5 separate regions of the Mus musculus genome follow, and regions 1, 3, 4 and 5 are each linked to region 2. Evidence: chromatin contacts called from public HiChIP or PLAC-seq, Micro-C and promoter capture Hi-C data. All regions are on one chromosome and are shown on one strand. Each heading gives the region's core, a stretch centred on a gene start, on an enhancer-like site or on the middle of the called end of the contact. The rest is flanking DNA. Distances are from core to core; before and after follow the strand shown. Region 1 holds the start of Tmem161a (transmembrane protein 161A). Region 2 holds the start of Comp (cartilage oligomeric matrix protein). Region 3 holds the start of Ssbp4 (single stranded DNA binding protein 4). Region 4 overlaps Slc25a42 (solute carrier family 25, member 42). Region 5 holds the start of Mef2b (myocyte enhancer factor 2B).

The links. Promoter capture Hi-C pulls out the DNA fragments that hold promoters and counts their contacts. Hi-C and Micro-C count contacts between places; a contact is called where the count stands out from the background. HiChIP or PLAC-seq counts read pairs in DNA pulled down with a chosen protein or histone mark.
Region 1: a contact with region 2 is called in a Micro-C map of embryonic stem cells, with 1.7 times the contacts expected there. The contact joins the promoter of Tmem161a here to the promoter of Comp in region 2. A contact is called at or near these places in 1 of 39 promoter capture datasets (liver), 1 of 484 Hi-C or Micro-C datasets (embryonic stem cells), 1 of 115 datasets of contacts at active chromatin or transcription factors (embryonic stem cells) and 2 of 9 other capture datasets (adipose tissue and pancreatic islet).
Region 3: a contact with region 2 is called in an H3K27ac HiChIP or PLAC-seq map of embryonic stem cells, with 4 times the contacts expected there. The contact joins the promoter of Ssbp4 here to the promoter of Comp in region 2. A contact is called at or near these places in 16 of 39 promoter capture datasets (the 3T3-L1 cell line, 3T3-L1-derived adipocytes, the HPC-7 cell line and 11 more), 4 of 484 Hi-C or Micro-C datasets (the N1E-115 cell line, embryonic stem cells, liver and 1 more), 11 of 115 datasets of contacts at active chromatin or transcription factors (the NIH/3T3 cell line, embryonic limb bud, embryonic stem cells and 3 more) and 3 of 9 other capture datasets (adipose tissue, embryonic stem cells and liver).
Region 4: a promoter capture Hi-C map of the C10 cell line shows a contact between it and region 2. The contact joins the enhancer-like site here to the promoter of Comp in region 2. A contact is called at or near these places in 1 of 39 promoter capture datasets (the C10 cell line), 1 of 15 datasets of contacts at CTCF or cohesin (pro-B cells) and 2 of 9 other capture datasets (adipose tissue and pancreatic islet).
Region 5: a contact with region 2 is called in an HNF4G HiChIP or PLAC-seq map of pancreatic cancer cells. The contact joins the promoter of Mef2b here to the promoter of Comp in region 2. A contact is called at or near these places in 1 of 39 promoter capture datasets (liver), 2 of 115 datasets of contacts at active chromatin or transcription factors (embryonic stem cells and pancreatic cancer cells) and 3 of 9 other capture datasets (adipose tissue, liver and pancreatic islet).

What each region holds. Positions count from the first base shown.
Region 1 is chr8:70,170,821-70,174,978 of GRCm38.p6, reverse strand. Tmem161a (transmembrane protein 161A) reads right to left here and starts at 2,571. Exons shown (of 12, transcript NM_145597.4): 1 at 2,539-2,571; 2 at 573-676. The coding sequence starts at 2,541.
Region 2 is chr8:70,372,121-70,376,294 of GRCm38.p6, reverse strand. Comp (cartilage oligomeric matrix protein) reads right to left here and starts at 2,747. Exons shown (of 19, transcript NM_016685.2): 1 at 2,648-2,747; 2 at 2,357-2,442; 3 at 1,871-1,922; 4 at 1,321-1,490; 5 at 428-565; 6 at 179-253; 7 at 1-98. The coding sequence starts at 2,723. It overlaps Gm51533 (a long non-coding RNA gene), which reads left to right and starts at 1,435. Exons shown (of 4, transcript XR_003947399.1): 1 at 1,435-2,829; 2 at 3,790-3,847.
Region 3 is chr8:70,605,207-70,609,712 of GRCm38.p6, reverse strand. It overlaps Ssbp4 (single stranded DNA binding protein 4), which reads left to right and starts at 1,399. Exons shown (of 18, transcript NM_001372473.1): 1 at 1,399-1,588. The coding sequence starts at 1,533.
Region 4 is chr8:70,198,421-70,202,420 of GRCm38.p6, reverse strand. All of the region lies in intron 1 of Slc25a42 (solute carrier family 25, member 42), which reads left to right. Among named protein-coding and RNA genes, the nearest start is that of Slc25a42, 12 kb to the left of the region's middle. Within about 2 kb of position 2,025, at least 64 of the 459 cell types and tissues checked have an H3K27ac peak or open chromatin away from gene starts, as enhancers often do. A contact at or near this core is called in adipose tissue and pancreatic islet, where this site is marked.
Region 5 is chr8:70,150,626-70,155,169 of GRCm38.p6, reverse strand. It overlaps Mef2b (myocyte enhancer factor 2B), which reads right to left and starts at 2,409. Exons shown (of 9, transcript NM_001045484.2): 1 at 2,326-2,409. The region is part of intron 1 of Gm45929 (predicted gene, 45929); the gene reads right to left.

The DNA of each region.
Region 1 (4,158 bases), core at 1,322-3,821, 200 kb after region 2:
CAGAGAAACCCTATCTTGGGGGAAAAAAAAAGTGTAGACGGCTAGAGAGATGGCTCAGTGTTGGTTAAAAGTGCTTGCTGTTCTTGCAAATGACCCCACCCCCAACCCACCATGCTGGGCAGCCCACAACCATCCATAACTGGCAACTTTCACTTAGGAAAGGCACAAACCACACACAGATACACATGTGACAATGTGACATACACAGTTGAAAAGAAATGTTTTGAAATGCGGATGGGAGGCTGAGGCAGAGGGACTGCCACACTTTCACAAGCAGCTGGAACTACAGTATGAGACTCTGTCTAAAAACCACAAAACCGGGGCTGAAGCAATGGCTCAGGGGTTAAGAGCACCTCCAGGTGACCTGGGCTGGGTTCTCCATCCCCGCATCAGGCAGCTCATAACTACTGTAACGCCAGCCCCAGTGTATGAGTGCACAACCCCACTCGTGGAGACAACCCCTACACATAATGGAGGAGGAGGAGGAGGAGAAGGAGGAGATTTTTAAAAGGAACAAACAGCATGCACCATGGGACCACTGCAGCAGGACAGGCAGCAGAACATTCCCTTACCTGCCATTGCAGAGCAGCCAGCGTGCGAAGGAACAGTGTGGCGCTAGCCTGTGCATGAGGGTGGCGGTGAACAGAGTCACCACCAGCTGCACTCCAAGGACCGCCTAAAGGGGCAGCTCTAGTCAGAAAATCTCAAGTGCTCTGACGTAACACAGGTTATTTATAGAGCAGGTGGGTGGGTGGAGAGGGCCAGCCTTGGGCTCTGGTGGTATCTCTCAGAAGTCAGTGGGTATGAGCCAGAGTCTGTCTTCAGCGCCCTAGGCATCCCCAGCAGCTCACCTGGTCCTGACCCCTGCTTCCACCAGCAGAGCCCTGAACCCCTTTCCTGAATACTTCTGTTTGCTTTGTGAGCTCTGGATGTGCCTATGTGGGTAGATCAGGCTGGCCTCCGACCTACAGAAATCTACCTGCCTCTGGTTCACCAATGTTGGGATTAAAGGCCAGAGTCAGCACACCCAACTATTTGTCTAAAGGATGTTTCTTGCCAGGCAGGGTGTGTAATCTTGGGTTTAATCCTCACATTTGGGAAACAGGTGCAAACAGATGGCCAAGTTCGAGGCCAGCCTAGTCTATAGAATGAGTTCTAGGACAGCCAGGGCTACACAAAGAAACAATATCTGAAAAAAAAAACAAACAAAATAAAACAAAACAAAACAAACAAACAAACAAACAAACACAAGACAGAAAGAAAGAAGAAAGAAACCAAGGAAAGAAGGGAAGGCCAGAGATAGGTTGATTTCCTATAGCCCAGGCTGGTCTGGATCTCAGAACACAGCTGAAGGTGACCCTGAACTGCTGGTCCTCCTGTCCCCACTTCCTGAGTGCTAGGGTGATAGCGTGTACCCACACCCAGTTTGTGCAGTGCAGGGGTGGAGCCCCGTCCATGCTAGGTAAGCACTCTACCAAATGATAGACGCCAGCTCTCCATCCCAGGAAGAGTTCAGAGCACAGCTCCACAAATCTTTCAGAAGGAAGCTAAGTCAGGCTCCCGCCGACACAGCACTCATTTCTGTAATTATCTAATTATATACACTGTGTGCCACTAGAGCTGCCTGCCTGCATTCTGCTTTCATACCCAATTAACATGAAATACAGATCAATATAAAAATCTGTCAGCCAGGTGTACTGGTGTACAATTTTGCTTGGATTTTTTTGAGACAGGGTTTCTCTGTGTAGCCCTGGCTGTCCTAGAACTCACTCTGTAGACCAGGCGGGCTTCGAACTCACAGAGATTCACCTGCCTCTGCCTCCCAAGTGCTAAGATTAAAGGCATTTGCCATCACTGCCCATCAACACCAACAAGTAAGACCCTTTGTAAATAATTTTTAATGGGTAAATAGAAAAAAATAAAAGGACTGGGACGCTAGAGAGATAGCTCAGGGCTTAAGAGTACTGATTGCTCTTCCAGAGGTCACAGGTTCAATTCCCAGCATCCATTTGGCAGCTCACAGCCCTTTCTAACTCCACTCTCAGGGAATCCTACATGTCTTCTCTGGCCTCTAAGAACAGCACACACACACACACACACACACACACACACACACACACACACACACACACACACACACACACACACACGGTAGACAGACATACATACAAAACATTCATACTTAAATAAATAAAATAATGAAAAATAAAAAAAGATTTTAAAAGACAAACAGAAAGCCGTGAATAGTGGCACAAGTTTGACATCTCAGCACTCCAGAGCCAGGAGAATCAGAAGTCCGAGGTCCCCATAGGCTACGAATAAGTTCTAGTACAACTTGGGCTACATGGGACCCTGTCAGAAAGCAAAGATAGCTGCAATCCCAGCTCCCTCACTCCAGTCCAGAGCCCTAGCTTCACCTCCCAACGCGTCCAGCACCACTGACTACACGACACTTCCAAATAGCCCGCGCGGTTTGGGGAACCCTCTCAGCTCAGTTAGGCCGTTCTCCACCCCGGGGATCCCAGAGGGCCTGCTCACCATGTCCGCTCCCTGGGCGCACAGCGGTACGAGGCTGGAGGCGGGGAAGCGCTGAGGTATCTTGGCCAATTAGAGACAGAATGCTGTTGACGAGCATCCTGGGAAGTCAGTCATCGGGCTAAGAATGGGATGGGTGTGCGCAATGCATGCTGGGAACTGTAGTTTTAGCTGGAGCATGAGGTCGTTTCGTCTGCTGGCTTTTCCTTCTTTTTTCTTTTCTTTCTCTTTTTGCCCTTGCCGTGTGTGTGGTGTGTGTCGTGTGTGTGCCGTGTGTGTGTGTGTGCGTGTGCGTGTGACAGAGTACCTATGTAACTTCTGCTGGTCTGTCCTGAAATTCACTCTGTAGACCACGCTGGCCTCAAAGTACTGGGGATTAAAGAAAGCCTGTGCCACCACTACCCGGTTGGTTTTATTTTCTAGTATGTATCTGTATCTTGTGGGGTTTTTTGTATTTTGCACGTAGCTGCAGTCCTTGGAGTCCAGAGGAGAAGGCCAGATCCTTTGACCCTAAAGATACATGTGGTTGTTTATTGGTTGAGAAGAGGGCTTAGACTGAACTTGGGTTCCCTACAAAAGCAATACTTGCTCCTAGTCAACTAACCAACTTTCTAGCTTTCTAGTTTTGTTTTTACTTGGACGTGGGGGGGGGGGGGGGAGGAGTTCTTACTTTGTGTGTGGGAGGACATTGGATACCTTGCTAGAGTCAATTCTCTCGCTATCATGTGGACCCCAGGGGATCAAACTCAGACTTCACAGAAAAAGCCTCAACCGGCTGAACAGGCTTGCTAACCCTGTTTGGTTTTAGTAGGGTCTGAACTTCTCTATGTAGACAAGGATGACCTTGAGGTTCTGATCCTGCTGTAAAATGCTCAAGTAACAGATGTGTCTCACCATGCCCGGTCAGTGTTCTCACTCACCACGGATGGAGCTCACCATGCAAACGTAAGACCTGTGTTGTATGAGCGACCTCCCCAGCTCACTACACCATCACCCCAGTTCAGACAGTAGCCTGGATGTCTGTGTGTGTGCACGTCACTCTCTGAGCCACACCCTCCTCACTAGACAGCCCGGCATAGTGGATCGCATAGCTGTCCTCTCTCTTAGAGAGCTAAGACAGGAGCATGTTTTAAGACTAATGACAGCCTAGGCTGTGTAGCCAGACTGAAGCCACTAGTGCTTCATATTTTAAGACTGTCTCAAAAACAAAACAAAAAACAGGAAAAAAAAATAAAAACCAGGGCCGAACGTGGTGGCGCATGCTTTTAATCCCAGCACTCGGGAGGCAGAGGCAGGTGGATTTCTGAGTTCGAGGCCAGCCTGATCTACAAAGTGAGTTCCAGGACAGCCAGAGCTAACAGATAAACCCTGTCTAGAAATAAAATAAAGTAAAAACCAGGAAGGAACACTTGTTAGGTTGATGAGATGTTTCTTTGGGCAAAGGAGTTTTTTTACCACAATGAGGGCCTGAGTTCCAACCCTAGCACCCACATGGTAGAAGGGAGAATCATGCCTGCGAGTTGACCTCTGACCTCCACTCCACTCATGCATTATACACTTGCTTCCATCGACATGATAGTAGTTAATGTTTAAAAAGAGGGTGCTGACTGGCCTTAGTGGTTC
Region 2 (4,174 bases), core at 1,498-3,997:
GGTGACCCATCGGGGCAGAAGTGCTGCCCACGCCGCTGGCAGCCTGACGTCTGGTCGCCCACGAAACCGGGCTGGCAGGGGCCGCACTGGAAGGAGCCCTAGGTGCAGGCGCAGGCAGTCAGCGGGTCACCCATTTGGGCCTTGATGGAGTCAACCTCACCATCCCTGCCTTCCTTACCCGGGTGTTGACGCACACGGAGTTGGGAACGCAATTGTGCTGCCCGGTCTCACACTCATTAATATCCGTGCAAACCTGAAGGATGGAGACAACGGGCAGACAACACACGTTTCCCATGGGTCACGCCTCTTTGCAACCTGTCCACCACCCCACCCCCGCTGCAAGAACTTTCTCTTTGGAGTGAGTTTTCTGGACAAAATGCCTTTCATTCCCTTCTGCCATAAATGTAGAGTCCCCAGCTTCCCTTACTTGTTTGTTGGACTTAGCGAAGGTCAGTCCCACGCCCTCGTGGGTGGGTCCGCTGAACCCAGGGGGACAGGCTTCGCAGTGAAAGCCAGGGCTGGTATTGATGCACCGCACCCGCGGGAAACAGGGGTGAGCATTGCACTGTGAGAAAGAAGCACACAGGATTAGAGGCCCCAAGCTGGACCGCCAGAGCCGCACCTTGGGGCTTCCCGGATGTGGACAGGGGTTTGTTTTGTTGGAGACAAGATCTCACTGCTTAGCTCTGCCTGCTCTGGAACACACCATGTATACCAGGCTGGGCTCGAACTCAATGCAGAGAATGCAGATTGACATGCGTCTGCATTCCAGGGCGCTTAAGGGCCATCTTCAGCCAGCTCTTGAAATAGGGTGCCACACGGGATAGAGAACCCGAGGGTCGCTGACGACTTTGCCTTTATGGGCATGGAGTTGTGACCTCTTAGGGATGAGGAAATGAATTTGTGGGGCGGGCATCCCCAGCCGAGGGAGGAAGTGGCCGCCTGGGCGTGCAGGCACGGCGGCGATTGCCCCGTCGGGGAGGGCGACTCTCCAAAGTAGACACGTGGTCCGGTCGAGGACGTCCCAGTGGTGAGGAGGGTTGGAGAGAGACACCCCCGGCGCCCAAGTGGTCGTTGGGGTGGGCGTCGGTAGGGACAAAAGGAGTGGTCAGAGTGTGTGTCTGAGAGAGTGATGGAGTTGGCCTGGGTGGGCCCCCCCTGTTAGACGTGAGGTCTTCTGGTTTGGAGCCCCGGGCTGCGAGGGGCTGGTCCAGGAGAACACCCTCAGTAGATGAGGGGGGCGTCGTCGGATGGAGGGAATTTGTGGTGGGGTCGGCCCGGGTAGGGACAGGACGGCGGGGGTGTGAAGAGCCCGCGCACCTCATTAACGTCGGTGCAGTGCGAGCCGTTGCCGGTGTAGCCAGGAGGGCAGGGGCCGCAGCGCGCGCCCGTAGCTGTCTCGGAGCAGACTACGCCGGGGAAGCAGGAGCCGGGTGCGCAGAGCGGCACTGGCCGCACGCTCAGGCCTGGAGTGCGTGCGGGCTGCATTCCTGCGGACCCGCAGAAGTTAGGCCACGCCCCGGAGAGGAGCCAACCTGGGCCACGCCCAGAGGAGGCGCCTGTCCGGCCCCGCCCACAAGATGGGCTTGACCCCTCCCGGGGTGGGGCCGCTCAGGACCACGCCCCTCGGGGGGTTCGGTTTAGCCCAAGCTGGGACTGGGCAGGTCCGAGCGCGCGCCCTCCGGCCGTGCGGTCCTCCTGCCAGCCCTGTCGTTGGTCTTCGCGCATCTCCCAGGCCTTCTCTCCGTCGTCCAGTCCGCTCTGTCGCTGTCTGCTTTCGCCCCCGCCAGCTTCCTTCCCCAGCCCTTTTCCTCCGTTTCGCTCTGTGCCCCCACCCTTCCTCCTGCCCTTGGGTCCGGTCTATGCTCACCGCAAGCATCACATTCCATCACCGTATTCTTCAGGAAGGTGATCTCCTTGACCTGCCGGGCAGGAAGTCAGCGGGACCCCTTCCCATGCGCCTCCTCTCGGTCCCCCTCCTCTTCCCACGACCCCTCTTCCTGGGAAGCCCGGTGCCCACAACCACCCCCTTTACATCCGCCTTTGCACAAACCCATTCCAGAGTCCCTGTCTCCCTATCTCTGACTCTGTGCATCTAGTCCCAGAATCCTGTCCCTGCCCCTGTTTCCATCCTCTCTGTCCCACGCCCTGTCCTCTCTTCCCTGCTCTGTTTTTCCTCTCTGTCCTTTTCTGTCCCTTCTGTTCCCCGCTCGTCACTGCGATGTGCCTTCTGCACCTGTTCTGCCCCGCGCTGCCTTTCTCTCTCTCTCTCTCTCTCTGTTCTCTACCATTCTTAGTCCTCTCTGTATGCCCCTGTCCCTGTTCTGTCTCCACGCTGCTGTCTCTGTTTCCTTACCTGCTGTCGCAACAGCTCTCTCACGTCTTGCAGCGCCGCATTAGTCTCCTGAAGTTCTCGCAGCATCTGTGGGGCCAGGTCTCCACCTGCGTCCACAGGGGCCAGTGATGGGCGACCCAACCACTCCATCACCCCTCCCGCCACCTCCGGGGCCATCCAAGCTCCACCCGCCGCTTCATTTTTCAGGAACCCCGGACGTTCCTGGAGAGCAGACCCCAAGTTCTGAGGAGCAAGAATCATGAGCCTGGAGGGGCCTCCTGTCCAACCATGTCCCCTACTAAGCGGCTTTACCCAGCGGGATCTGGCCCTGGCCTGTCGCCCGCAGGATAGCCAGGGCGAGCACTAGAACGCAGGCAGTGGGGCCCATGGCGGCGGAGCTGCAGCTGCTGTCTGCGCCTTCGAGCCCGCGGCCTATTTATCCCCGCGCCGGGTCCGGGACAGCCCCCGCGGCCCTGCCCAGAGCCCGCCACAAGGTAAACAGGCCGGGCTCTGCATTCAGGGCCGCGCCCCACAGCCCTGCGGGATGACCCGCAGCTGATCAGTATATGGTGGGGTCTGAGGAGAGAAAGGCATGAGCCTTGAAGAGTAAATTGGGGCTCTCCACTCACTCTGGTTCACCACTGAGTGCCTGTTGTATGCAAGACAATCTTCATCTGTCCCCGTAGATAGCATTGGGGAAACAAAGTCATAAGTATTCAAAAGGTCCCAACTCACCCACTCTGGCTCCCACACTCCCTCCGCACTTCAAAGTCCTGCAAAAGGGACCTATGGGTGTGACTCAGCCCAGGTCAGCAGGAGGTTGTGAGGGTTCCTCCGCCCCCCTCCCCGCACCTTCAAACAAACAGAATTCTGAATAAACGATGTCCTTGCCTCAACTTCCCCTTTTGCACTGTTGAGGAGGCAGTGGTGGTGCTGGGGATGGGGTGGAGGAAGGAACCTCAGCTTCCCTGGGGTTCTCTTCTCACTGGACTGCACTAAGCTTTGTTCCCCAGCCACCAGGGAGACAGCCTGTCATAAAAATAAGACTGGCTGGGAACTGAAAATCTTTCCCGGGCCAGCCACACTCTGAGCTGTAAAACACCTCAGCTTTAACCCTCTCCACCTGGCCTTCCAGGACTCACAGCTTACATCTGTAAACAGAGAAGCTGGGCTCAGGGGAGGGGGGCTGGCCCACTTGGGGCTGCTGCAACCCAAGAAGATCTCTTGCTCCAAGAAGAAACCATGGAGGGCTGCCTGGGGGAGACAGACAGTCCAGGGAACAAAGAGAATAAAAAGATCAGTCATAGGAAGCAGGGGGGTTAGCTCCAGTGGTGGGGGCAGGGAAAGAGGTGGAAGTTGGTGGAGCATGTCGGACGGAGGGTATGTGCTTGTAGATTTCTGGTACATCCATGTTTTACACAAATGTGCCTGTTGTGGGTCATATCTCCTACTAGGTATCTGCTGGGGAACACTGGAGGAAGCAGTCCCCGGCCTCTGTCAGAGGCAGCCAAGGTGGGTCTGGAAATGGTTACACTATTACCCAGAGGTGGTGGGGATCTAGTGGGAACTGCTGAGCAATAGTCCTCAGTAGGAATGAGCCTGGGATTCTTGATAGATGAACACCACACATACAGTGTGCTGGCAAAATCCTGGGGCTTAAAGACAATCAGGGAGTGAGGCTAGCCAAGAACAGTGCCCAAGTTGTCTTTGGACTCACGGGGGCAGGGGGTGGAGGGGGACGGAGGGCAAACAGCCCTGCAGAGGAAGGCTGGAGGTGGCTGTGTTCCGAGAGGCCAGGTCCCAATGGCTGAGCTACCTCCTGTTTTCTTTGGCTCCAAA
Region 3 (4,506 bases), core at 150-2,649, 230 kb before region 2:
CGGGGAGAGGAAGCTGGGGGAGGGGGTGGCGGGCCAAGCAGGAAATGGGAAAGGCCGGCGTCGGCCCAGCTGAGCCCTGGGGGAGGAGGCGGGGCGCGCCCCGGCAGCCTTTCCTGAGCGCCTGGAACCACGGCGGCTCGGCTTCCCGCCCGCCCACTAGGGTGGGGGCGGGGAGGCCCGGGCTAGGGGATCTGCCTGCACCAGGGACACCACGCGAGACTTAGCGCCGTGGTGACCTGCATGCTGTCACACTCACACAGGAAACCTGAGCTCATGACTGCGCCACCGGGTGCTGACGACCCACCTGTGCGCAATCTCCAGCAAGTCCCCACTAAACCCGTCGTGTCCAACCGGGGACACTTGCAGCGATAGCAAGCCTTAGCCTGGATGCTTCCCGACGCCCATGCGCCACGACCCCTCGTGCTCTCACGGGGCCGCGTGTTATACACGTGCGTCTGCGCTGGAGTGGGGGAAAGAAGCATGCTCTCATTCCCAGCGTGCACCCAGAGGTGGAGGCAGGAGGACCACCTGTTCAAGGAGCCTTAGTGAAGTAGAGAGCTGGAGGTCAGCCTGGGCTACAGGAGACACCGTTTTTACTCCGACTTTGAGACAGGGTCTCACTATGTATTGGCTGCTGTCCTGGAACTCGCCATATAGACCAGGCTGGCCTCGAATTCACAGAGATCCTCCTGCCTCTGTCTACCGCGTTAAGAAACACTTTCAGAAAAACAAACAAAACGTGCTTGGTCTGGGGTTCAGTCCTTACAACGCTGGCATGCATAAAAAAAAAAACAAAAAAAAAAAAACCGGGCTCTGTGCACAGCACACAGACCAGGCTAAGTGGCACACGCCTGTCGTGCAAACGCTAGGGAGGCTGAGGCAGGAGGATTAGAATTTCAGGGTTATCTGTTTTATGTGTTTGAGACAAGCCTGGCCTATATGAAACTCTCTCAAAAGGGCCCCTCACAGCCCGCAGCGCTGTATTGGCTCGCAGAGAGTGTCCTGGGAGTAGAATGTCATGGGCGCATATCCTGTGAGCCCAAGAGCCTAGTGCAGTTCCTGAGTCGAAACGGAGATATCCACAGCACCCCACCCCCACCCCCAGATCTGTACAACTGGGAGTCTTGCTCCGCAGCCGAGGTATGCTTGGAGCTCGCGGCCATCCCCCTGCCTCAGCTTCCCAATTGCACAAATAGCAACTGCTGGAGCGCGTCCCGGGCTTGAATATCTTTGGGGGGAGGTATTGAAGTCTGTACTTATTGGTGCGCAGCCTATTGGTGGGCAGTGCCGCCCCCGCGGGCTCTGCGCGTGCGCGCTCCCAGCGCGCGCGCGGGGGGGGGGCCCACCCGCGCTCCCGCCGTTGCCACTTTAAGAGCGGCGGGAGCGCGCGGTGGCGGTGGCGCGCTTCCCGGAACAGCCCGGGGAGGGCAGCGCGGCGAGAACCCACCCGCGGCCGGAGCTCCCGCGCGGACATGGCCGCGGGGATCGGGGCGCGGGCAGCGATGGCCACGCGCGCCTGACAGGTGCGGAGCATGTACGGCAAGGCGAGCAAGGGCTGCGCGCCCTCGGACGGGCAGGCGCGCGAGAAGTGAGTGCGCGGTGCGGGGCCACGCGGGACCGGGGACCATGGGGTCACGCGAGACCAGAATGGTGCGGGATTTCAGGGGGGACACAGGAGATCCCGAGGAGATCGGGGAGTGACTGGAGATCAAAATGGTGCGGGATTTCAGGGGTACACACGAGATCAAGGGGCTCATGGGGTCACGCGAGACCAGAAGGGTGTGTGATTGTGGGTGTGCGAGACCTGAGGGTCCTTTGGGGTCACAGAATACACAAAGGACAGAATATATTGAGGTACTCGAGTTCCAGGGTCTTGGTGGGGGGGTCACATGAGATAGAGGGCATGGGCATGAGCTTGAGAGCTCCAAGGGGGCTTGGGGTCTCAGAATACCTGAGGGGACAGGAAATCAATGGGTCAAACAAGAGCCAAGGGGTTGCTGGGGTCACGTGGCGGTTCATCGGGTGCAGGATCAGGGGCTCACTAGGGAGTCGGTGGTGTATGGGAGATCAGGAGTTAGGACTTGAGCGGTCACAGGATGCCCAGGGCAGGCACAGCATCTGAGGGTTGTAAGGCCTCGGGAGTTCTGGGGTCACACAAACCTGACAGGTGTGAGCTTTCGGGGTTGGCTGTGAGACCATGGCACTGGAGGACAGCTTCAGGTCTTAGGGCCGCAGAGTCCCAAGTATCCAAGCTGGAGATTTGAAACAGGACACGTGGGTTCATTGTGGCTGCAAATTTGAAGAGGTTGGGTCGGACCCTAATGCCCTGCGGGGTGTTGGGGTTTTGGAGGTTTGCGTGGAAGTTGGACTCCACTGTCGCTTGTAGGCAAAGGTGCGGATTCAAAGCCTAGAGAGGTGCAGAGCCTGACCATGGCGGTCCCGGGACACCTCCCGGAGTCCCAGGTGAGCCAGAATGGGTCTGGCTCTAGACGCCCCACATTGAAGATACAGGGTGCGCTGCCCAGGTGGACAGGCTGTGCTCTAGCTTCCAGTGAGGACACGCCTGGGCTGGCCTTCCTTTCCGAGGTGCCTGTGTGGAGAAGTAGGTGAAGCGGGAACGTTTGAAGTGTGCTGGGAGCCCAGCACTCACCTTTGAGGTGTGAGTGTGGAGGCCTGGATTGTAGCAGGGCCTGAGGGGGCAGCTTGCCTAGAGGCTGAGTTGCCCAGTGCAGCCCTGGGTAGGGGACAGATCACCTGGCACAGAGAAGTCTGGGTCACTGGGCTGCCATGCAAGGCTGGCTCCCTGAGAGCCTGCAGTTAGGACTCATTTATGGTCAGTAAACTCAGTGACCCTTCCTGGCATGGGGCTGCTGGCCATGTGGGAAGCAGGGACTGACTGATTCCCTGATACCTGGCAAGTCCCCATTCTAGGGAATGGTTCACAGACCTGTGCTAAGTTTGGGGGTGAGGGTGGGGGTGGGTGTTGATGATTGTGTGAGAGGAAGCTCACATCCAGGAAGTGGGGATCTAGTCATTCCACACAGCACGCAGGAACCTCAAGGTAGGCTGTTAGGGAAAAGTGAAGTGGGGGTGGGGTGGGCCATAGGCTCCGTATGTGCAAAGGCCCTGTGGTAGGAGCAGGCAGGGCCACCGATTGGCAGAAGTCCTGAGGCTGAGTGTGGGCTGCAAGGAGGCTTATGTTTTTGGAAGGGCATACATGAGGCTTAGCCCAGCTCCTTGTCTGAGGAACAGTGTACCTGGGTGGCACAACAGAACTGGAAGGAGGCTAATCACCTGGAACAGCTGAGGCCAAAGTCAGGGACCTGGGACGGACTGGAGGCCTGAGTGTGCACTACGAGGCCCTTCCTGGTACATTGCTGGAATGGGGTTGTCCCATCTTTCCCACGGTGTCATCCTCACAGAGAGGGTGTGGTAGGCTTACCTGTCTGGGGTCAGGGCTTCCAGCTCCAGTGTCTCAGTTACTGGCTGGCCTAATCTTGATTTTTATCTTCTGAGAAGTGGGGTAAGGGGTAGTAGCCCTGCCTGTATTAGGCCTCACCTGCTGTGGCCTCCACTTTCCTGGCCGACTTGTCCCCTGTCTCTGCCACTTTGCCTATGTGTCTAGGCCTGGTGGAGACCCTGGTGAGGATGAGGTTGGGACCTGAGTGGCCCTTGTATAAGTTGGGGTATGTGAGCATTGGCCTTGGCCGTGTGTCCTCTTGCTGCCGCCCAGCAGTTGAGGTGGCTTCTCTGAACAGCCTTCAGAATGTCCCATGATAGCCTCCTTCCTTCCCCTGGACATTGGTACCCCACACCTAGAGAGGAAGGACTGTGGGAGTCAGGGTCACTAGAAGACTGGGTAGATCTGGTGACAGGTTAGATGGTGACTGGAGTGTCACTGTTGGCTGCTAGTAGCCTGTCTGAGGGGTGCTGCCAGGGGTGGCCTTTACAGTAATTTCCCCATAATTATGGTGGCAGTGTCGGTGATGTCATGGCTGTAGGAGCCAGCTAACAGCTGCATGACCCTAGCCCGTACTCCAAGCCACTCAGCCCCTGTAGCAGAACATGCCCTGGCTTCTCATGGTCCCTCTGTCTATTTGGTTTTGTTTGTTTGTTTGTTTGTTTTTGTTTTTTGAGACAGGGTTTCTCTGTAGCCCTGGCTGTCCTGGAACTCACTCTGTAGACCAGGCTGGCCTCGAACTCAGAAATCCATCTGCCTCTGGCTCCCAAGTGCTGGGATTAAAGGTGTGCACTACCACTGCCCTACTTGTTTTCTGCTACATGGGAACTGAAGGCGCTGAGCGGCTGGGCTGACCCAGGACAGTCTGTGGGTGGGGTCTCAGATCTTGGTCTGAGCTTCCCTTCCTCCATAATCCCAGTGCTATCAGAAGACAATAGGATGGGTAGGGTCTGCGCAGAGCTGGGTATGGCAGGAACACGTTAGACACTAGAGTCAGGGTAAGCGTAGCGTAGGCAAAGGCCCTGGGGCAGGAGGCTGAAGGTAGC
Region 4 (4,000 bases), core at 776-3,275, 170 kb after region 2:
ACCTGAGCATGGAGTAACTGTTGCTCAGGGTGGCCAGGCGTCACTGTTCTACACCCCATGGGGTGAGAACCTGGGCTTTTGACTGTTGCTCAGGGTGGCCAGGCGCATCACTGTTCTGCACCCCGTGGGGTGAGAACCTGGGCTTTTGGAGATGAGGAGCAATAACTGAAGGGGACCCAGCACAGGGGTTTGGGTGCCTTGGCTTATATAATAGCATATCCAAGGGTCACTGGTGACTGTGGGTGGGCAAGAGCAGAAGACAGTGACTCTTCGTACAATTATTTATTTGTTGTGGTAGGGAGGGTGTGTGCCTGCTGCAGCATGTGGTGGAGGTTGGAGGCCAACTGGCAGGAGTTAGTTCTCAGTTCTCCAGGTGGGCTCCGGAGACGGAACTGATCATCAGGCTTGGCAGCAAGCCTCACTGGCCTTTCTTTCCCTTTTTCCTCTGCTTTGTCTTTTCTTTTCAGTAGTGGAAGCGGAACCCAGAGACAAGAGATCTCTGAGCTCTATGTCTCCCCACTCCTCTCTGTGCTTTTCAACTTTGAGACAGAGTCTCACTATGTTGTTCAAGTTGGCTTGGAACTTGACATGTATCCCACCCAGGCTGTCCTTGAACTTGCACCTTAGATTGCAGGTGCTGGTTGGCAGGTGTGCTATGGCCAGAGTTGTCTTGGTCTTTTGAAATCTGCATGACTGTGAGGCATGCTTAGAGTTCCTAGCCAGGGTGATAGTCACAGTCCCCAGAGCATGGAGTGAGGAGCTCCTGTCTATCTTTGAGGCTGGCAGCAGTCAGGGTTAGCAGGCAACGGCCACCATGCCAGGCACACCAAACTCTGATCTAGAAAAGAAAACAGCCCTTATCATTGGCAGACAGATGGTAATTGGCTTCTGATGACTTTGGCTGTAGGACCCACGGTAGGCTTAGAAGCCGTCACTAAGAAGGTGCCTCTTCACATACAGGTTGGGGCTGTCTGCAGCCCTCAGGCAGTGGCACAGGTGACAGGATGCCCTCCCACTACCCTGGCGGGTAGGTAGCTAGGGTCTGACAGTAAAGGGTGCTGAGGATGGAACCCATAGCAAGTGTGTGCTCCTCACCTGACCCCTTGACATTGTTGTCCTGTGAGCTGTTGCCCCCTCAGCCCTCACCCACCAGAGTGGAGCAGTGCGCGAGAATGCAGTTGGACTGTTTTCAGACACCCATGAGGCAGGAGGGTTTCTGAGTTCGAGGCCAGCCTGGTCTACAGAGTGAGTTCCAGGCCAGTCAGGGCTACACAGAGAATCCTGTCTCATGGGAGTTGGGGGTGGGGGGGAACTAACCAACCAACAAACAAAAACAGGATAGAAGATATATCTATTCCTATACAATGTGGGTCATATAGGTCCATGTGTTTTCTGTTCCATAGTCATTTGGCCTCCCCTATCCCAGAGCAAAGTGATCCCAGAGAGCAGAGCACAGAGGCGGCAGAGTGGCCGCTTGATAGGAGATGCTTAGCTGACCTGACCTTAAGCAGGAAGGAGGTCAAGGCCCAAGCACTGACAGAAACCCTGTGCTGTGTTCTCCGGGGCTCACCGTGAGAGTACAGTTGACCTGTCCAGCACTGGGAGAAGGATAATACACAACCAGGGTTCCCATGGCCATCAGGTCTTGAGCAACAGAGACTGAGGAGAGGAGACAGGAGGCAACATAGATCCAGGAAGACAGGATGGGGATGGTTTGGGGTAGTGTGTAACTGCTAAATGCTTACCAAGGGGGGAGGATACAAGGAGTGACTAGTAGATCCCCAACAAAGCCCATCAGCTGCAACTACAGTGACAGCCTAACAACACTGCCATCTGCTGTTATGTGTGAGCCTCTAGTACTGTCATCTGCCCCTCTTCCCTCCCCCAGTCACCAAACCTTCAGCTCAGGCCCCTTCTGTACAGTGGAGCGTTGTTTGCCTACAACCTGAGTGTGTCCTCCCTAAGTGACAGTATACAGGACAGTGTAGAAATAAGCACTGTGTTGTTTAGGAGACAGTGAGCATGCTCAGTGCCAATGCTCTTTTTATTTGGCCTGGTGCCTGCTCAGCAAGCTGCCTACACCCTCAGCTCTTGTAGACATTTCCGTGTTTGCTTTTCAAGTCACCATGGGTCACTGTCTACTTGACCTAACTGGCTGGTGCTGGGAATCAGAGCCTCGCAGATGGTGAGGCTCAGTCTACAGAATCCTCACATCCCAGTGTGGGTGCAGGAATCACATCATGTCCTGACGTGGCATGTCTAGCTAAACCCCACACAGCTTTGTCTGGGGACCGGAGCTCCAAAACACCAGCTGGCTCATCTATTTCTCTTCATTGCCTGCAAGGTCTGGTCTTGTGCCTCACTGGGGCAGAGTGATTATTATTACTTGAGAAAAAGTCTTGCTATATAGAGCCCAAGCCTTGAACTTGACCCTCCTTCAACAGCCTCCCAGTACATGGTGACAGGCTGTTTATTTGGCAGCACAGGAGATGGGGGCCAGCACATTGCATGGGCTAGGAAGTTGGCTCCCCACTAAATACTATTGCCTGCCCCAAGATTTTAAAAATCATGCAAGCTTTGTCTTTCATCTTCTCTTAGGGGTGGTTTCCTCTGACTTTCTCCAGACTTGTGAAAGCCAACAGGCTTGGGTATCCTCATGCCAAGGATAGGAATCCTGGCTACAGTCCCTCAAGTGTGGTTTCCCCATCCTCTTTTCCTCTACCAGGCAGTCTGTGGCATGAGCCCACAGCAGGAGCAGGTTAACCAGTTGTCAGCCTGGTGGTCCAGACACTTAACTTGTGTCCTCATCCTGAGACATGAGCTGAGAGGGGCTCCTGGCATGCTGGAGGGCCTGTATCCAGGGTCCTGAACTGCTCAAGGCACTGCCTGTGACAGGGTTATATTCTGTCGAGCTGTTTGGGAATTGATGGTCATGTCTTCCACTCCCACCCTGTGGATGGTCCTCTGGGATAAGTGAAGGCTTAATTAAGGAACATGTGGTTTTCTAGGACAGGGCTGGACTCCCTAGGTAAGAGATCTTCTGCTGCTTTGGAGTCCAGTGCAAGGCTTGGCTGAGCTTCTCTGAAAAGAAAGGAAGATAGCTCAGTAGCGGACAAGTAAGCAACCATGTACCCCAGTAACCACCTGGAGTCTCCATCACTGTTGCCTTCCTCCCAACAGGCCAAAGCTTCCTCGTATACAGAAGGGTTGAATATTTTTGTTTTTTGGTTTTTGTTTGTAGGTTTTAGTGTACTGGGGAGGGGCAGCTATCCGTAGCCTAGGATTTTATCCCACCCCACACCCTAGTCCTTCACTGGAGAAGTCTAGGCAGATGCTCTACCCCTGAGCCATGTGCCCCCCTCAGCCCTCCACACTGAGAGATCTTATACAGGAACTCTACCCCTGAGCCATGCTTACAGCCCCACTGGAGGATTTTTAGGCAAATGCTTATCTGAGTTTTATTCCCAACTTTCCATCTGTAAAACAGACTTAGAAGTCTTTAGCTAAGGCAGTTGAGGTAAGGGTGGGTCTGGCATTCGGCAGACAGTAGCTGCTCTTTCACCCTATCCGTATATGAGTCTTGGCCCCATCCTTATCCTCAACATAGAAGCCCAGGACACCCTTTCACCAAAGGCCTCAGAGACCTGGTTAGAGGAGAGAGGTTGATGAGGGTTAAGTACATACCTTGCCTAGATGGTCTCCTAGGAAACCAGCTAGCACAAAGCCCTATAGAAGGGGGTACCTCCTTCAGCCTTCTGTATGTGCCCTGATGTGATCATACTGCCCCAAAGGCAGGGCTGGCAAGATGCTACAAGTGGAGCTGGGTCACCAGGCCAGTCACTCAACAGCCACAGACATCTGAAACTCAGCCCCAGAGTTTCTCTTGGCGTGGCTCAGGGGCTGCGGGCTTCACATAGTTTTTTAGCCTCTACTTCATCCACTTATTCATTTTACTTATTTATTCATTTGAGGAAGTTCCCACTCTGCTGCCCAGGCTGCC
Region 5 (4,544 bases), core at 1,160-3,659, 220 kb after region 2:
TGTCTCGGAGAGGTCTGTGAGTTGTTCCTAATGAGCTTTCCAAGGAAGACACAGGCATGGGGCGAGGGATGGTTCCTTCACCCTGTCTTAGATGCCCATGCACATGCCTGAAGGAAAACAAGGGCAATAAATGTCAATTGGTGTGTACCCTAAGAAGCGGGTGCCTCAGCTCACAGACTGCTTTAGTCAGGGTTTCTATTCCTGCATGGACATCATGACCAAGAAGCAAGTTGTGGCGCAAAGGGTTTATTTAGCTTACACTTCCAAATTGCTGTTCATCATGGTACTGGCATCTCCAAAACGCTGCAACTAGGCTTCACCAATAACCTCTCATAGGCTCTCTTCATGGTGTGAAGCCTCAACTCCATTGCATGACCCCTTCAGTCCTGGGCCATTAATTGAAACTGAAGCTGCACCTCCACCAATGGCTTTCCATGGCCTCTCACAGTGCCGAGCCTCAGCTGCTCTTCATGACCCCTTCATGCCTTCAAAACCAGTACCACCTGGGTGACTCTTACATATTACCAAGTCCTGCTGCAGCATGAGGTACAACCTTGGCTATCTCCGAAACACAGCCTCAAAAAATACTTCCCACAAGATTTTACCTCAATGATGCTGGTCTCTTCTTAATTACTGCTAATTTCTTAGCTCCAGCTAACCAGCATCAATAATCCCAGTAATGCAAAGGTTTTGCTTTAGTAGTTCTGGTATCTTGTTAATCACAGCTGATTCTTCAGCCCCAGCTAACCAGAACCACAGAATCTTCACAATCAAATCAGCAATGGCTCTGATAAGAGTCTTTAATCATCCCTCTGAAATTTCACAAGCCAGGCCTCCATCTTCTGCACTGTTCTCAACATTATCTTCCAAGTTCCTACAGAACATCCCACAGAGCTCTTAACATCCCAATGGGTCTTCTAGCCCAAAGTTCCAAAGTCCTTCCACAGTCCTCCCCAAAACATGGTCAGGTTGTCACAGGAATACCCCACTTCTGGTACCAATTTGTCTTTGTCAGGGTTTCTATTCCTGCACAAACATCATGACCAAGAAGCAAGTTGGGGAGGAAAGAGTTTATTCATCTTACACTTCCAAATTGCTGTTCATCACCAAAGCAGGTCAGGATACAGGAGCTGATGCAGAGGCTATGGAGGGATGTTTTTTACTGGCTTACTTCCCCTGACTTGCTCAGCTTGCTTTCGTATAGAACCCAAGACTATCAGCCAGGGATGGCACCATCCACAATGAATCCTCTCCCCTTGATCACTAATTGAGAAAATGCCCCACAGTTGGATCTCATGGAGACACTTCCCCAACTGAAGCTCCTTTCTCTGTGATAGCTCCAGTCTGTGTCAAGTTGACACACAAAACCAGCCAGTATCCAGATATAGTGCCATCACAATCAACCATCACCAAAACTTCAAATACAGCCTCAAGTAGGAACACACCTGTGATCCGACATTTTGGAAACGGAGGCAGGAGGACTGATGAAAGTTCAAGGCTATTTTGGACTACACACAAAGACCCTGTCTCAACCTCTCAACCCCCCTCTACCTAAAACAAAGAAAACCACAAACACAGCCACCCACGGGTACACATCTGTGATCTTGGCACTTGGGAGACCAAAGATCCACTACCATGAGTTCTAGCTTAGCCTGAGCTACAGAGCTCCTCCCAACCCCAAGGTCTCATGATACAGCCTCACTTAGGGCTCACTATGTAGAACAGGTTAGCCTGAAAAGATCTGCCTGACTGGGATTAAAGGCATGAAGCACCAGGTATGGCTACATAGACTTCTAGGCCAACCTGGACTGTAGAGTGAAACCCTCTCTAAAATTGCCAACTGAAACTTCCAACAGTGGAGTGTGGTCACACCCTTGAGATCCTGGACCTTGGAAGGCTGAGAGTGGAGAGCTGCTTTGAGTTTGAACTACGAATGCCGGAACTACATAGTGAATTTTGGACTAACCTAGACTACAGAGCAAGACCTGTCTTAAACCCCCTCTTCTCAAGAGAAAGAAGAAACCTCCAACAATTTAATGGTCACATGCTTGTGATCTCAGCACTCAGGAGTCTGAGGCAGGAGAACTGCTGTGAGTTTGAGGCTAGATGAGCTACATAGTAACTTCCAGACTAGGCTAGTTGAAACCCTACTCAGCAAACACTCCTGAAAGCAAGGCCCCCTAACCCAAAGACAGCGCGCGCATACACACGCATACACACACACACACACACACACACACACACACACACACACACACACACACACACACACACACACACACTCACGGCTCTCTGCATCCCACCCGCCCCGAGACCCGCGCACACCTCAGGAGTCCCGGGAGTCTGGTCCCTGCTGGCCACACCTGCTGCGCACTGTGAGGGTCCAGGCGCCTATGCTTCTGCTGCACTGAGCATAGCTCTGGCCCAGTGGCAGATGCCTTCCCGCGCAGCCCCGCCCTCAAGAGCTGATTGGGTGGAAGTAGGTTATTTGCATAGGGGCGGATACTTGGCTGTGTTCTGGCTCCTAGACGTTTCAAACTAGGTCCGTCCGAGAGAAGATGCTAGGATCCAAAGAGAAGCCTGACTGAGAAGTGCACGCCAAGGAGGCTAAGGCAGGAGTACTGCAGCTAGTTGCAGGCCAGCATGGGATACAGAGCGAGACCCTATCAAAACCAAAACAAAACAGAACAACCAGAGCATAGTGGCATACAACTTTAATCCCAGCCCTTGGAGAAGTACAGGCTGGTGATTGTTGAGGCTAGCCTGGTCTACAGAGCAAGTTCCAGGACAGCCAGGGCCACACTGAGAAACTGTGTCTGGAAACAAACAAAAAACAAACAAACAAACAAACAAACCAAAACCATCACTACCACCACCAACAACAAAAAAAAAAAAAAAAGGAAAGAGAAAGAAAAAAGAGAAAAAGAAAACAGGGTCGTGGAGCCAGACAAAAAAAAGGAAAGAGAAAGAAAAAAGAGAAAAAGAAAACAGGGTCGTGGAGCCAGACGAAATGGTTCAGTGGGTAAAGGGGTTTCCTGCTAAGCATGGTAACAGGAGTTCTATCTCCGGTATGAAAACGTGGAGTGAGAGAACCCACACCAGTAAGTTGTCCTCTGTCCTCCTGCTATGGCACAGACGACGCCTCCCCCCCACAATCATATACAAATATATATTATCTTAAAAATTAAAAAACACTGGGCAAGGCTGTACAAACAGCTAGGCTCCTCCTTAAGGAGTCAGGGCTCCTGGACCTCACTGTGATGACCCTGACCTTACCTTGGACTGGCTAGTCAGGACCATACACCTTAATAGGAGTGAAGTACAGTTAGCAGCTGGTTTGGTGACACAGCCTGTCCTCCCAGTTGCTCCAGTCGGCTGGAGTGTGCTAAGTTTCTGGCCAGTATGAGGTACACAGAGCTCAAGTGCATCCTGGGTAATTTTGAGACTACTGTCTCTAGATAAGAAATAAGTTGGGCCTGGTGGCTGAGTCTGTAATCCCAGGTACTCAGGAGGCTGAGACAATCACATGAAGATGCTAAGTCTAACTAAGGCCAGCCTGGGCAACATAGTAAAACCCTGGCTCAAAATAAATATAAAAACAGACAAACAATAGCCAGGCGCGGTGGCGCACGTCTTTAATCCCAGCACTCCGGAGGCAGAGGCAGGCAGATTTCTGAGTTCGAGGCCAGCCTGGTCTACAGAGTTCCAGGACAGCCAGGGCTATACAGAGAAACGCTGTCTCGAAAAACAAAACAAAACAAAACAAGAGACCCTGTCCAATAAGGAAATAAAGGATTCTTTAGAATTCTGATCCTGCTGGCAAATGGGACCAAGCCAGTGCCACGCTGGACCACTCCTGAATAATTAGAGCCATTATATGGGGGGGGGGGTCACCAGTACGGACTTACCAGCTGTGCCTTTGCCAGTGTCCTCATATACCTTCCAGTACCATGCCCCTGTCCCATGCCCCTGTCTCAGCTCGCCTCTGGCTTTGCAGAGGGAAAGTCACTGTGGGGCCTTCTAGGACTCCCATCCACCCTCGGCCTGGAGGCCCAGCATCATTCTGCACAGATGATGGGCCAGAGGAAGACCCAAGTGGGGAGCACTTGAGGTAAGCCTCAGAGAGAAAAGAATGTCAGGGTCAGAGGTCTGGGACAAAGCTGGAGCTGGCTGTGGTGTGAAGCGCCTCCGAACCCCACCCTGGTGTGAGGGAAGTAGAAACTCCACATGTTCCCTTCCCCAACTCTTGGCAAGTAGTACTGGGCTAGGGGAACAGTGGAGGTCAGACCAGAACTGTGGAGAAGGGCTGCACTAGAATGCTGTTGGGGATCGGGAAGTAAGGCCCAGAAATGGGGACATTAGCTTTCAGATCTGAGGAGTTCGCCCCTGGGTGAAGGGCTTTGGGATGTGGGGCAGGATCTCAGCTGACTGGGTGTCCTCTCCATTGTTCCACACCTGTGTAATTGGAACCTTTTCTGCCCAACTCTGCATCTCAGGGCAATCCTCTTGCTTCACCCCTGAGTTTTGGATGACAGTAGCAAACC